Linked DNA regions of Sus scrofa: region 2 is linked to region 1. Evidence: chromatin contacts called from public HiChIP or PLAC-seq data. All regions are on one chromosome and are shown on one strand. Each heading gives the region's core, a stretch centred on a gene start, on an enhancer-like site or on the middle of the called end of the contact. The rest is flanking DNA. Distances are from core to core; before and after follow the strand shown. Region 1 overlaps C10H9orf3 (aminopeptidase O). Region 2 overlaps C10H9orf3 (aminopeptidase O).

Evidence for each region. HiChIP or PLAC-seq counts read pairs in DNA pulled down with a chosen protein or histone mark.
Region 2: an H3K27ac HiChIP or PLAC-seq map of alveolar macrophages shows a contact between it and region 1. The contact joins two enhancer-like sites. A contact is called at or near these places in 2 of 47 Hi-C or Micro-C datasets (epiblast stem cells and mesenchymal stem cells) and 1 of 2 datasets of contacts at active chromatin or transcription factors (alveolar macrophages).

What each region holds. Positions count from the first base shown.
Region 1 is chr10:27,095,267-27,102,435 of Sscrofa11.1, forward strand. The region is part of intron 15 of C10H9orf3 (aminopeptidase O); the gene reads right to left. Among named protein-coding and RNA genes, the nearest start is that of MIR23B, 19 kb to the left of the region's middle. Within about 2 kb of position 4,010, at least 15 of the 83 cell types and tissues checked have an H3K27ac peak or open chromatin away from gene starts, as enhancers often do. A contact at or near this core is called in alveolar macrophages, where this site is marked.
Region 2 is chr10:27,236,273-27,243,441 of Sscrofa11.1, forward strand. It overlaps C10H9orf3 (aminopeptidase O), which reads right to left. Exons shown (of 19, transcript XR_002336299.1): 7 at 4,541-4,647. Among named protein-coding and RNA genes, the nearest start is that of MIR23B, 160 kb to the left of the region's middle. Within about 2 kb of position 3,494, at least 50 of the 83 cell types and tissues checked have an H3K27ac peak or open chromatin away from gene starts, as enhancers often do. A contact at or near this core is called in alveolar macrophages, where this site is marked.

The sequences.
Region 1 (7,169 bases), core at 2,760-5,259:
CCAACAGACACACAAAATACCATCATTTGCACATAAATGGGGGGTCCTTTTTCCTTTCTCAAAACGATTTGAATTCAATACAGTTGTTTTCTCTTTGCTATCAAGGACCAGCAGAGAGCCTGGCCCAGAGGAGGCATAAGCTGCCAGGGGGTCATGTAGGGTCTGTGGGGCACTGCCCCCTCCCTGCTGGCCACTGGTGCTGTGGGAGCTCCCACAGGCTGCAGGGAAAAGCTCATTCTACCTGCAGCCTCCACCTTCCACAGCTTGAGGGCCAAAGTGAACTCTCAAATCCTGGTGCACCATGGAACTAGAGAGCAAAGGTGCACAGGAAAGGCACAGGAGGGAAGAAAAGTGAGCTGGGAAGATATTTTGGCAAAAGTAGGCCCTGTAGTTTAGGGCACTTAAGGTATGCTTCACATGGGAATATGACTTGGTTTATAATTCGGAAAGAAAAGGGTCGTGCTTGCTGTGTGTTTGGGAGTGTGGATTTCAGTACAGAAAGCCAATACAAAGATATATAACCTACTGACCGAGGGATAAAGAACCTATAAAAACCCACATGCTGATTTCACTTAACATTAACGACAAAAGGAACAGGAGATGCAGCTGAGTTTGGGAAAGAAGAGCATCAGGGCAATGTTATTTATCACCCAGAAAATGTGTACATCTCTGCAATCTTTCTGAGAAAAATCTGTACAGATAGGGGTGGGGAGGTACACAAATATGCAGACAATAAGAGTAGATAATGTCCCTTAAATCTTAAAATATCTATACAATAGGACCTGCCGCTATACCCAGTGGAAGAAGCAATGGCAAAGAATGACCAAGAACTCTTCCGATAAAGTCTGGTTGAACTTGTAGCTACAAGTCTGCCTTTAAATGCTCTTCTCTTCTTCATTTACAGAGAAATTCTAAATGTTATGACCGATGATAACTGCTCATTTTAAAGGTCTCTTTAAGAAAAATCAGGAGTTCCCGTCGTGGCGCAGTGGTTAACGAATCCGACTAGGAACCATGAGGTTGCGGGTTCGGTCCCTGCCCTTGCTCAGTGGGTTAACGATCCCACGTTGCCGTGAGCTGTGGTGTAGGTTGCAGACGCGGCTCGGATCCCGCGTTGCTGTGGCTCTGGTGTAGGCCAGCGGCTACAGCTCTGATTCGACCCCTAGCCTGGGAACCTCCATATGCCGTGGGAGAGGCCCAAGAAATAGCAAAAAGACAAAAAAAAAAAAAAAAAAAAAAAAAAAAAAAAAGAATTATACAAGAGCTTTATTTTTTCCCACATCATAAAAGGCACATGGTTTAAAAATACTCCTATGTCTAAAGCAACGGAAGGAAAATCACCCCAGTCTCTTTTATCATCCATACCCCCGGCCAGCTTTCCAAACCCTACAAATTACAATGCTGCGTCAAAAGGACAGCTGCGCCCTCGCCAGCACGGTTTTGGCTTTTTAGAAGATGGAGATTGAGTCACGCTTTTTATAGGTCATAGCCTAGAGTTCAGATCCATTAGCCTTTGACCTCTTGATCTGCCACCTGAGCTTGACCATGTCAAGGGGCCCATGAGCCAGACGCCATATCCCTGGGAAGAAACTGTGACAAACAGCCCCATGCAGGATATGGCAGGTGTCACCCTGTTCCACCCGGCCCCTCGCACCTCACCCTGGAAAACCACTTTGCTAATTGCCACACACCATTCAAGCCCTCCACGACCGACCGCCTCTTTTTTTAATGTTCAATCGGAAAACCTGCCTCCTGGGGGCTTTGTTCCACGAGGGTGCCTCCCCGGCACTGCTGGGTAGTGACCTGGGCAGCCTGGGGGGTGGGGGTTGGGGGGATGCAGGCCCCTGGGGCAGCCTCTAAAAGGGAAGAAAGACAGGAAAAGGCGCCCATGGTGGGGGGGAGGGGGCTTCGGCGGCACCTGCGCTTGAGCCCCAGTGTCCTTGCACAGCCCTGCGGTCATGCTGGGGCCGTGGCGCCAGCCCGGCAGGCCGCCCTCATGCACCACCGTGATTACGGGGCCTGACGTCAACAAGGCCGGTGTCTGCCTTTGTGCTACTTAGATTCTGCATCGGGATCGGGCTGGACCAAAGGGGAAGGAGGTACCGAGTTCACCACACAGAGCATTTTACTCAGTGTAAACTGCTGAGCGTCCTGAAGTGGCAACAGAGCCCAGAGAGAGTCCCTCTGACCTCTCCTCGAAACTCCTCTGGGAGGAGAACAAAACAGAAGTGCCCTCTCTTGTAGTCAGAATACGACGCAAAAGTGACTGGGAGAGAAAAGGGGACCTGGGCCTGCCTGACCCCCAACACCCTGCAAAAGACTGACAGTCCCCGTGACCAGGAGTTTCAGCAGGAAAAGCACTGGGTAGAATCACAGCTACTGATCAGTCTTAGGCTGTAAACATATGAAACCTGACTAAACCTTTATTCTTGGCCCTTTGAATGCCTCTCCAGAAGTCTGTCCATCGTGAAATAGTCGCAGTTCACAGAAACTACCCTTTGGGTCTAAAGGAAATTCCGAAATGAGCATCAGAGCCGTCAGACTGCTGTGTTCCCATGACTGCACCTTCTACCTGTGGACTTCAAATAAATGCTATGCTGCTATTTTTCTTTTCCAACAAACCCTGAGTTCTCTTACTGACAATGTATTCAAATCCATGCCCTCCCTGAAATGTGTAAAAAACCCACCAGGGAAGGCAGCCAGTTTACAAGGTTTTCAAGGGCTCTTCCACCTGAAGCAGAGGAAAATCAGTCAGGAGGGGAAAGGCCTGCAAGGTTGGATGTTTTTCCATTTGCAGTCAACCTTGAAAGTGTCCTTTTCAGAGCAGAATGCAGCCAGATGCTGGCGTGGCTTCTCTGTGTACTACTGGTAAAACAGGTTTGTCCTTGCTTACCAACCCGCTTCCTGAGATTTACTTGCTACTGCTACTTGAGTTTGCAATTCCTTCTTTTTCTTCCATGTGAAGCATTTTGTTTTCACCTCACTCAAGGTGACATTCTTTGGCACCTTGGGAAAATACAGCTGGCTCACGGTGGCCCCAGAGGTAGTTAACTATGTTCTAGCCATTCCACTCTGGGTTCTAACCACTCTGGGTTCAGAGACTTTTTTAGATGAGACGAAAAAGTTGCCTTTTGTGGTCAATTGCTGCTTTAGAGCACTGGTTCTTAACCTGGATGACTCTATCTCCCAGGAGACGTTTAGCGATGTCTGCAGGCATTTTCAGTTGCCAAAACTGGGGTAAGGAAGCAGGGAGAGGATGCTTTTGGCATCTCATGGAAAAAGGCCTGGGATGCAATATATCCTACAATGCACAGGGAGCTCCCGCCCCAAAGAATTATCTGCTCCTATGTCCAAAATGCCAGGTTGAGATAACTTGATTTAAAGCACCATCCCCCCCCCAAAAAAAAACTCTCCCAAGCCCCCAGATCAAGAATTCTGTGACCAGATGCCCAAGTGCTCTTAACACTACTTTCTTCTCTTTCTCTCTGCTGAGAGCCAGCAGTCCAGTCCAGGCCACTGCCATGCAGACAAGGAAAATGGGGCTCCTGAAGGTACGTGACTTTTAAGTGGCCACCAGCCATTTGGGGACCTGGGACCAAGTTCAGCTTGTTGCTAGGTCAATGACTCAGCCAGTACCAGGAAGAGTGGTAGCCGTGAGCAGAGACTGGGTGCCAGGGGAAGACAGATGCAGCACCCACTCTTTCGACCCCAAACTCACCTAAGGGGTCTCTTCCTTTCAACCAACACATCTTCCCCCAATACTGGGAGGGGATGACCTGGTGCTGATGGTGGCCTCTCCCTGAAAATTAATCTTCTGGCTCAACCTACCAACTGAGACATCAGAGCAGAGCATGGCACCACGGGGACTTTTCTGACTAACACGCACCACTCCCATCTAAGCCAGATGAGGCGGTGAGTTCCTGTTTGTTTCTGGATTTTCTGAACATTCATCTGAGGCGTCCCAGTTTCGAAATGTTCCACCGGAGTCTGTGGAAATAAGGTTGCTTCAAGGTCAGGCATGGGGCTCTTGAGGAAGAAAGGTCACAGGGCCAAGTTGCACAGAAGCCTCACCCCAGTACCATGGGAGAGCTATTTTTACAGCTTAAGAGACTTGCTGAAACTCATTTTTAAAAGGGTTTCAGAAAACAGCTTCTGTTCCAAGAATCAGTTGTCCAATATTTAAAAACCTTTATGGCTCTCTATTTGAACCGATCTGCTCAGAAACTACAGACGATGCATTTCTATGAACTAAGTTTCCTTCAGTCCATTTTCTCACCTGGGAGAGCAGCCCAGGATATGGCTGGAGGTTTGACTCCAGAGGTGGCACACGGTTGACTCCTGTAGTTAAGTGTTGGTTTCTAGGCTAAGGAATGCAAATATTCCTTCTCCAGCGACCTTCTTTTCAGACAAGAGTGCCACCCAAGAGGCAAGGCACAAAATGGCCTGAGAGGACACGTGTTACTGTGCCCGGCTTAGGATATTTGCGCTCACGCATTTTTCCTTTAAGATTCTGAACACACGGGGCAGACCTGTGTATTCCCACCACCCACAAGGCAGGCACATCAGCAACTCTGTGCCCCTGACATGCCAACAGCTGGTCACCATCACCATCAAGCTGGTCATCATGCTCAGAAATCCTGACCAACAGAACAGACATCCCGGGAACACAACTGATACACAAAAGCAACACAACTAATACAAATGTGGAGCAACACAGAAAGAATCAAATAAAATAAAAGAATGAAAGAATTAAAATAAACCTCCCAGGGGGCCAGTGTCAGTTCCCCCACCACCACCACTGAGAAGGAAGATGGGAGGGGACAGGGGCAGGGGGGAGGTGATGGCAAAGACGCTAAAATGACTACTGAACAGAAAGAAGGATCGGGGGCCACCCTAGCGCAGGCTTCTTGCACCACGGAGGCTCCCAGTACTTTCCAGAACATGCCGTTTTGCCAATAAGCGATGCGCTGGGCAATGAGGGGCTTAGACGAGCTAGGGAAGGGGTGGCCTCGCCCTCTCGAAAAGTGACTTCACATCTGTGCTTTTGGGAAGAGTGAGGGGAGCCTTTCTGTACCTCTTAAGGATGAGGAATAAAGCCCCCATTGCCAGGGGCACTCCCGGCTGCTGCGCACAGACGCCCAATTCAACAGCACAGTCCCGGCGCCTGGGGCAGCACCCTGAACAGGGTGTTGGGGCCTTAACTCGCATTTGCTCCCTGCCAGCAAAATAGCTCCAGGGCCACGTCCCACTGCAACCACTCCACACACAACCTGCCACATGCCAGTATCTTCAGCCATGTTTCAAATGACTACTATTTATTCCACATTAGCAAGCTCTGATAACAACTGAAAGGGACGATCCTGCTATGTTTGGTCAAGAAGCAGCACCTAGAACAGAGTCAGAATCCTCATTTTTCCACCAAATAACAAATCTTTCTCCCATGAAATGTTCTGTCACTTAAGATAAAGGCAGATGGCTAGTCAACAAAATTCCTGCTAATCAGTGTCACAATAAATCACATTTAACTAATAAAGTTTCTAGAAAACACCCTGGTTGGTCAAAATCCTGTTGCTTTTCTGGTTCTGAGTGACATTTCAAGGCAACCTCACAGTGAGCTAAGCCGTCAGTGTAACTGACCACATGCCGGGGCCCCAGAGGGCCTGGGAAGGGGCAAGGCAGTGGCACATGGTCAGGCCTCAGGGCCTCCCCTGATCTGGGCCCTGTGCCCCCCTGACCTCAACCCGAGGTCCCAAAGTAGGGGTCAACCAGCTCCAGAGGGGGCAGGCCAAACGGGCCCACAGCTAGTAGGAGTGGGGTGGACGTCTTAGAATAGTTTTAAAAAGGAACAGCACCAAGAAGAATTATCTTGAGATGTGATAATTATATGAAATTCAAGTTTCAGGGACCATAAACACCTTTACTGAAACAAGGCACGTCTGTTCGTGTACATGCTGTCACGGCAGCTTTGGAGCCACAGCAGCAGAGGGGACTAGTTAGTTGTGGCAGAAACTGTACGGCCTAAGCTATCAAAATCTGCTCCTTTACAGAAAAACTTGGCTGACCCCCTATGCCATGTTCAGACTCCTGTACCTGTTGTCACCTCCGTATGGAAACCAGCCCTGACCCTTGGCTTTACATGGCCAACTCATTCCTGTCCTTAGGTGCTGGCTCGAATGTCACATTCTCTTTGTGGCCTTTCCTGCACTCTACCTGGAGACACCCAGCCCATGTCACCAGTACTCTCCTTTGCTGCTCTTTATCTGAGGCTGTCCTGTTCATTTACGTATGAGCTGTCTTTCCAAAATACAAACTTCCTGAGGTTGACCCTCGCCACTGCTGCATCCCTGGTGCCTGGCAGAGTTAAGCATCCGTGAACCGCACGAATGCTGGGCACGCTAGCTACTCAAACCGAGCAGAGCTTTCCTCAGGCCTCAGTCTCTCATCACCAAAGAACCACATCTGAAGAGACTGCCCAGGCTTTGGGCATCGTGGTATATTTTGTGAGATTGAAAAACAAGCAACCAAAATAAAACTTGTTGTATTTCTCAAAGGTTTAAGAAGTTATATATAACAAGCAAGTTGAGCTGTAAGTTAAGAACAGGATGTGCTTTATGTTTATGCCAAGAGGAAGGGGTGGGGGCGGGGGAAACAGGGTCTCCCACCTCCCGGCTTCTGGACGAGGAGGGACAGGTGCCCGGCACCTGCTTTGATCCTCCCGCCTCCGTCTGTCCACTGCCTGCCCGTCACTGAGGCCTGGCATTTCAGTGGTATTCAGCTCTGATTAAAGCATAACCTCATGCCTATAAATAGAGCCCTCCTTTAAACACTAATTAAAAATAACAGGCTGGCATTTGGAAACTCCTATAAACAAAAATATAAAGAGCTGAAGTAAACAGTAACAGTTGCACATTTCATCTATGCTCAGATGGGTTAAAAAAAAAACTACATATGTCTTCTCTCTCTTTTTTACATTAAATCCTAAATTTTACGTTAAGGGCTTAAAAATGTATAACAAAGTCCATCTTACCATCTTTTAACCTAACAACAAGCCGGCTTTTCTCGATGTACTCCCTTTTAACAATGGCAAGATTAATCTGAATAATATTTAACCCACGGAGTCTAAAGTATCATTTTGACAAGGCGATCAACAAGAAAAAATTACTGGGGTA
Region 2 (7,169 bases), core at 2,244-4,743, 140 kb after region 1:
TATAGGCTCCCCAGCCAGTGAAGGCTGAGAAGGGTGTGGGAAAACACATGGAACTCTTGGAACCAAATGAAACTTACGACCAGGTCCATTTAAGGCACCTTTGATGAGAGCCATGCTTCTACGCTGGGTGTGTTCAAGGCGCAAACGGAAAAGAGTTCTCCTAAATTACTGAAATTAGCAAGTCCGAGACAAACCTAATTTGAGTTTTTCTCGTCTCGCTTTGTTAATACTCCTCCAGTATCTATGATCAACACAATATTGAGTTTTTCTTTCCCTCCCAGATATTGACTGAAATAATCAGATAGACACTCTCATGTGTAAAAGATAAAGACGCTTGGTCCAAGGATATTTATTTTAGCCCAATCTTCATGTCCTTCCACAGTTCAAGACACCTGGAGGTTTCTTGTTTTTGTTCTGTTTTTGCATTTTAGGGGCACATGGACGTTCCCAGACTAGGGGTCTCATGAGAGCTACAGTGGCGGGCCTTCAGCCATGCCAGATCCCTAAGGCACTGAGCAAGGCCAGCGATGGGACCCTCGTCTTCATGGATACTAGTCAGGTTTTTCACCTGCTGAGCCACGATGAGAACTTTTTTTTTTCCTTCTTTTTTTTGAGGGCCACTAAAATCAAGTTCTTTGGAGGCAGACGGATGGTATAGGGAAGAGAGGATTGTTTTAATCCCCACTCTGCCCTTTATCAGCTGTATGATGTTAGACACTGTAACCAGGCTTTCGAGCCGTGAGTCATCTAAGTGAAGATGGATAACAGCCAGCAGGAAAGATGGGGAAGCACTGGCATGGAGACAGAAGGAGATCAAGGAGAGTGTGACACACAGAAGCGAAGAAAGTGTTTTTAGAAAGAGGGAGTGGTCCACCATGATGAACGTTGCTGCAAAGACGGGCAAGAGATGCTTCCACTGTCTGGCAACATGAAACCAAGATTTCTTTTTCTTTTCTTTGTCTTTTCTTGGGCCACACAGCATATGGAGGTTCCCAGGCTAGGGGTCAAATCAGAGCTGTAGCCGCTGGCCTGCACCACAGCCACAGCAACGCTGGACCTACACCACAGCTCATGGCAACTCGGGATCCTTAACCCACTGAGCAAGGCCAGGGATCGAACTTGCAACCTCATGGTTCCTAGTCAGATTTGTTAACCACTGAGCCACGATGGGAACTCCTGAAACCCAGATTTCTAAGTTGTTCTTGGTCCATCATTTCAAGACCAGAAAGATAACACCTTTGATTACTGTGTGGTTTCCCGGGACTTCTTTCCAGGTCTCATCTGTGTAGTACAACAAAAATCTGAGGACAGATTCTCACAAGTCTGGTTCTTCCTTTCACTTATTTTGAGGCTCTCCGTGCCCATTTAAGGGAGGATTCTAGGGAAGGAGAGGAAACTAAACCTAGACTATGTAACTTGGGATCGGTTCAGAAACATTTCCTCTTCACGGTCAGTGCATCGGATAACAATATTTTCTATAGTGATGTGCAACAAATCTTTCAAATGCAGTCATTTCACGGTTAGCCTAAATTTAGGCAAACACAATTTCTGAATACTAAGAAAAACAAATGCCATAATAAGCCTTCTAGCACAGGGGTCTAAAAATAGTGTATTCCTTCTCCCAGCTCCACACACAAAGGACAAGCTCTTGGACATTAGAAGCACCACCAAGTCTAGAGCTAACGCTCTCTGCACATGTGTACGGATTTCCCACTGTCCTTCTGACTGCTTATAAGCTGGGAACTTATTTCATCAAGTAATGTTATTACTATTATTATTCTTATTATTTTTGCTTCTTAGGGCCACACCTGCAACATGTGGAAGGTCCCAGGCGAGAGGTCAAATCGGAGCTGCAGCTGCCGGCCTACACCACACCCAGCAATGCCAGATCCGAGCCACATCTGTGACCTATGCCGCAGCTCACGGCCAGGCCGGATCCTTGACCTGGGGAGCCAGGGCTTGAACCTGTGTCTTCGTGGATACTGGTCGGGTTCCTTACCTGCTGAGCCACAACGGGAACTCCAAGGAATGTTAATTATAATGCCCCTAACTCCACCAAAGGACTAGGGGCATGCAGAACGGGAGGCTTCCAAAGGACTTGGGGAATGGAAGCATCGAGCCTTGAGAGCTGACGGGATTGGCCTAGTTACAGCTCGCACATAAGTGTGCTCCCGCAGCAGCCACCTTAAAACAAACCTCTCTGATCTTCATCTACCTCCCCTTCCGGCACAACTTCTCTCACACAGTCCACACCCAGTGTCTCTGCTTCCTGATCTCCCCTCACTCGTCACTTCGATCTAGCTCCCTTCTCCACAACTCATGAATACATGCATGCCCGTCAAGGTCACCAGCATCCTTTGCAGGGCCCACACTCACTCCAGGGCCCCTTCTCTCCCTCCCCGTCCCACGGCCCTCGGCAGCATCCAACATCCCATTCCCATCTTCTTGACTCACTTTCTTTTCTTTCTTTTCTTTTCTTTTTTTTTAATTGTTATTTTCCCAATACAATTTTTGACTCACTCCCTTTCCTGACTTCCAGGACTCCTGGCACCTGGGTTCTCTCTGCACTGATTTCCCCAGCTCCTCCGCTGGCTCCGCCTCTTCCTCCCAACCTCTTCTCCCACCTTCTTCTTTCCCAGTGATTTTACCAGGCTTGGGATTGTCAGTAGCCATAGGCTGAATGTCCCCATTTTTTCCAGTGAGCTCCTGACTTGTAAACCCCACTGAGTTCTCAATAGTTGAGTATCTATTTGGCACGTCAACCTTAACACATGCCGAATGGGAATCTTGATTCTTCCCTCCAAAGCCTGCTCCACCCGGAGTCTGTACCATCTCACCACATGGCACCGCCATCTGTCTGCCCAGCTGCTCAAGTCAAAAGCCTAGAAGTCATTCTGGACACTTTCAGTTGCCTCCTCTCCACACTCAATAGACCAAAGACCTGCCAGTCCCACTGCCAAAACTTGTCTTAAATAGGTTGGCTTCTCGTGTCTGTCCTGTGACCAGCAGGACTGGAAGCGTGACCGTCTACTGCCACGTTCTAACCCATCTCCTTGCTTTTTGTCTGCTGCCCGCAGAGCAGGGATCCTTCCCTGCTGAAGGCCCTGGGCGGCTTCCAGTTGCACTTGGGGGAAGGCTGGAAGCTCCAGCGCCTGCCTGCCTCTCCCTGCTCTTCCTACCACGCTGCCCTCCTCTCTGTCCCTCCAGCACCAGCATGCCAAGCCGTGTGCCTCCTGCCTTAAGGCCTTGGTGCTCTACAGAGAGGCATCCTCCTTGCTGTCAATCTCTGTGCTCCCTTCACACCGCTTCTTACCACCTGTCACTAGCCGTGCATGCAAGAGGGGCCCAACTGACCGCGAGTTGCATGAGAGCAGGGACCCTGTGCACGCTGGCCGTGGGTGTGGCCATCCCGCTGGCTGAGTGACCGGATGTGTGAACAGTGGCGCTGGGTGGGGCAGGCAGGGCTCCTGGCTCTGGCTTTCCTAAACAATGGATGAGTCAGCCACAGCAGCAGTTAGCGTGAGAGGGGGGACTTCTTCGTGGGAAGAGCGGCCACACCCTGGCTGCCGGGCAGCACAGAAGGACTGGTCGGCCTCGCTGGGGTCAGGCTGGGCCCGCATTTCCCTCAGACTCCAGCCTTAGGGGGAAGCCACCTCTGTGTGTGTGTGTGTGTGTGTGTGTGTGTTGCAGGGGGGTGTTGTTTATTAAAAATAAACAACAGAAGCAAAATCCATGCAGGCGGGCTTCTGCCCAGGAATTGGCCTTCAGGACAGCCATCTAAAAAGAGGGGTGACTCCTGGATGGCCGCCTTCCCACCTGTCTGACCACCGAGTCCAAAGGCTGGGCTCCAAGCAAGAGGGGGCAGGAGGGAAGCTTCTGTTGCCATGGCAACTGCAGTGCTCCTGGGGCCTAGGCTTGAGGTTTCAGATAAACAACTATTTAGAGACCTGACGAGAAGGAGCAAACAGAGGAACCAAAAAAAAAAGAAAAAAAAAATGGCAAGAAGTAATCCTTAACAAGTGCTGCAGGACACACTCAGAAAATAAAACACAGGAGCTGAGAGCAGAATCCTCCCACCAGCACAGGAGTGGCCTCCTGCGGGGCTGCATCCGGAACAAAAGGCCCCATTGACACAAACATCTGTTACTACTAAACACTTAGGAATCAATATTTTCCTAAAGGTTTTTTTTCTTCCCCCCACCCCGTTTGGCTTTCAAGGGTTACTGTCTGCCAGGCTACCGGACTTTAACCTTCTCCAAGTCCGCAGCCACCACACAGAGTGACTATTACGACCTCAAGTGAAGAATGTGGTCCCGGAAACGGCCCCGTGCTTTTTTTTTTTCCTGAATAGACACCCAGGGAAAATGTCAGAAGGCAAATCCAAACCCACACCCTGAACGACTTAAAACATAACAATCCTGTCCCTGGGAGGATGAGTAATCCAGCCCAATTTAATTTTAAAAGGAAACAGCCGATTTAAGGAGATGGCCTGGATGAGGCTTGAAGGAAAGGAGGGGGGCGGGATCACGTGATGCTTTACCTCAACACCTGCATCTCCTCAGGGGAGCTCCGCACCTCGTCCCGGAGGCGACGCCAGCGCAGGCAAGCCCTCAGCTCCTGCTGCTCCTGGGCCTCGTGGGGGGCCAGCTGCTTAGACCACAGACACACAGACACATATGCACAAAACACAGTCACTGTTGTCCTCACGCAGGGTCAGAGCCGTCCCATGGAGCGGAGAGTTTTGGTTTTTTTGCAGGCGAAGAGGGGGTTGGGGGCGTCGGTGGCACAGAGGCCCCTGCCTTGCCTTGTGCCCTAGTAGTAGAGGGGTCAGAGGGCCTCTGAGGTCCGCAAACGTAGAACCAGCCCTCACCCCCCCAACCCCCGGGCCTTTTTGGGAGGCGCACACCGCCCCCCCCTCCTGGAACCTCCCCCACAACCCTACCCCCCCCAAGCCCCCACCCTCACCCTGTCCTGGAACCTCCCCTCCCACCCACACCCCTACCCACTTGGGAGAGAGAGAGAGCGAGCCTGTGAGCAGGCCTCCCCAGGGGGCCGTTTGCACTCTGGTTCCACCCAGCCCCTTCCTGCTTTGTCCTGCATCGGGTGGGAAAGGCCCCCTCCATTTACCTCCTATTCTCCCCAGCCCTCAGTTTGTCAGGGCTGTTTACAGTGGAGCCGGCTAATGTGACCCAGATGATTCTGTTTGCATAGAAGCAGAAAGGCCGAGCTGCCTGGACGCAGGCTTGGGGAAAGAGACGGCCTTGCTCCCTGCCCTGCTGGTCAGAATGGGCTGCCCTCCTCCACGTGCTCTTGAGGCCCCCACGGCTGTACCCTCCACAGGGGAGGGCAGCAGCGTGCCCACTGGGGAGGGAAAGGGCTGCATCCACAGGCATTTCTGGAAATTAAAGCTCCCTAATAGTTCCCTTGACAGTTACTTACTGATGCTCCGCCAGGCCCTGGGGACAAAATGGACACAGCTTCCTGAAGAGTCCAGATAAGAACACTAACGGTCAAAATGTAGTGACAGGGCAGTTCCTGTTGTGGCTCAGTGATAATGAACCCAACTAGTAGTATCCATGGGAATACAGGTTCAATCCCTGGCCTTGCTCAGCGGGTTAAGGATCCGGCGTTGCCGTGAGCTGTGGTGTAGGCCGGCAGCTGCAGCTCTGATTCAACCCCTAGCCTGGAAACTTCCATATGCCACAAGTGTGGCCCTAAAAAGATGGAAAAAAAAAAATGCAGTGATGACAGGGAAGAACCCCGATGCTCCCTGGCCCATCAGGGTGGTAGGAAGGCTTTCCTGAGGAGGTGATGGCACCTGAACCGGTCCCCAGGGACAGGGGAGTCGTCCAGGGGAGGAGGAGTTTCAGGAGGAAGGAAAGCATGTGCCAGGCTCATGGGGCCTGAAAAGAGTGTGACATGTTTAGAAAACGGTGAGGGATAGGGTCAGGCAGGGAGCAAGATGCCATCCAGGGAGGGACAGAGGTACCAAACAGCCAGCAGAGGCCAGGTGACCAATGAACCTTGTGTGCCCTGTTGTTAGAGGCTAAATTGTCTCTCCCCAACACATATCACACAAGTTGAAGCCCTCATCGCCAGTGTGACTGTGTTTGGAGACCGGGCCTTTCAGGAGGTAATGAAGGTTAAATGATGTCAAAAGGATGGGGCCCTACAGAAGACCTGAATAGACATTTCTCCAAAGAAGATAACACAGATGGCCAAGAGGCATATGAAAAAATGCTCAAATAATCACTAAGTATTAGAGAAATGCAAATCAAAACTACAATGAGGTACCACCTCACACAGGTGAAAATGGCCACCATTAACAAGTCAACCAATAACAAATGCTGGAGAGGGTGTGGAGAAAAAGGTACCCTCCTCCACTGTTGGAGGGAATGCAAACTGGTACAACGGCTATGGAAAACAGTATGGAGGTTCCTCAGAAAACTAAATATAGAACTACCATATGACCCAGCAATCCCACTCCTGGGCATACATCCAGACAACACTTGTATTGAAAAAGATACATGCACCCCTCTGTTCACTGCAGCACTATTCACAATAGCCAAGACGTGGAAACAACCTAAACATCCATCAACAGATGAATGGATTAAGAAGATGTGCTACATATACACAATGGAATACTACTCAGCCATAAAAAAGAGCAAAGTAATGCCATTTGAATCAACATGGATGGAACTAGAAACTCATACTAAGTGAAGTCAGTCAGAAAGAGAAAGACAAATATGATGATACCACTTATATCTGGATTCTAATATATGGCACAAATGAATCTATCTGCAGAAAAGAAATAAACTCATGGACTTGGAGAACAGACTTGTGGTTGCCAAGGGGGAGGAGCAGGGAGTGAGATGGACTGGGAGCTTGGGGTTAGTAGATGCAAACTACTGCATTTGGGATGGATAAGCAATGAGATCCTGCTGTGTAGCACTGGGAACTGTATCCAATCGCTTGTGATGGAGCGTGATGAAGGATAATGTGAGAAAAAGAATGTGTATGTATGTATGACTGGGTCATTTTGCTGTATAGCAAAAATTGATAGAACACTGTAAAACAACTATAAAAGAAAAAGAAAAAGAAAAAGAAAAAGAAAAAAAGGTTTGGGGCCCTGCCCTAATCCAGTAGGGCTGGTGTCCTTATAAGAAGAA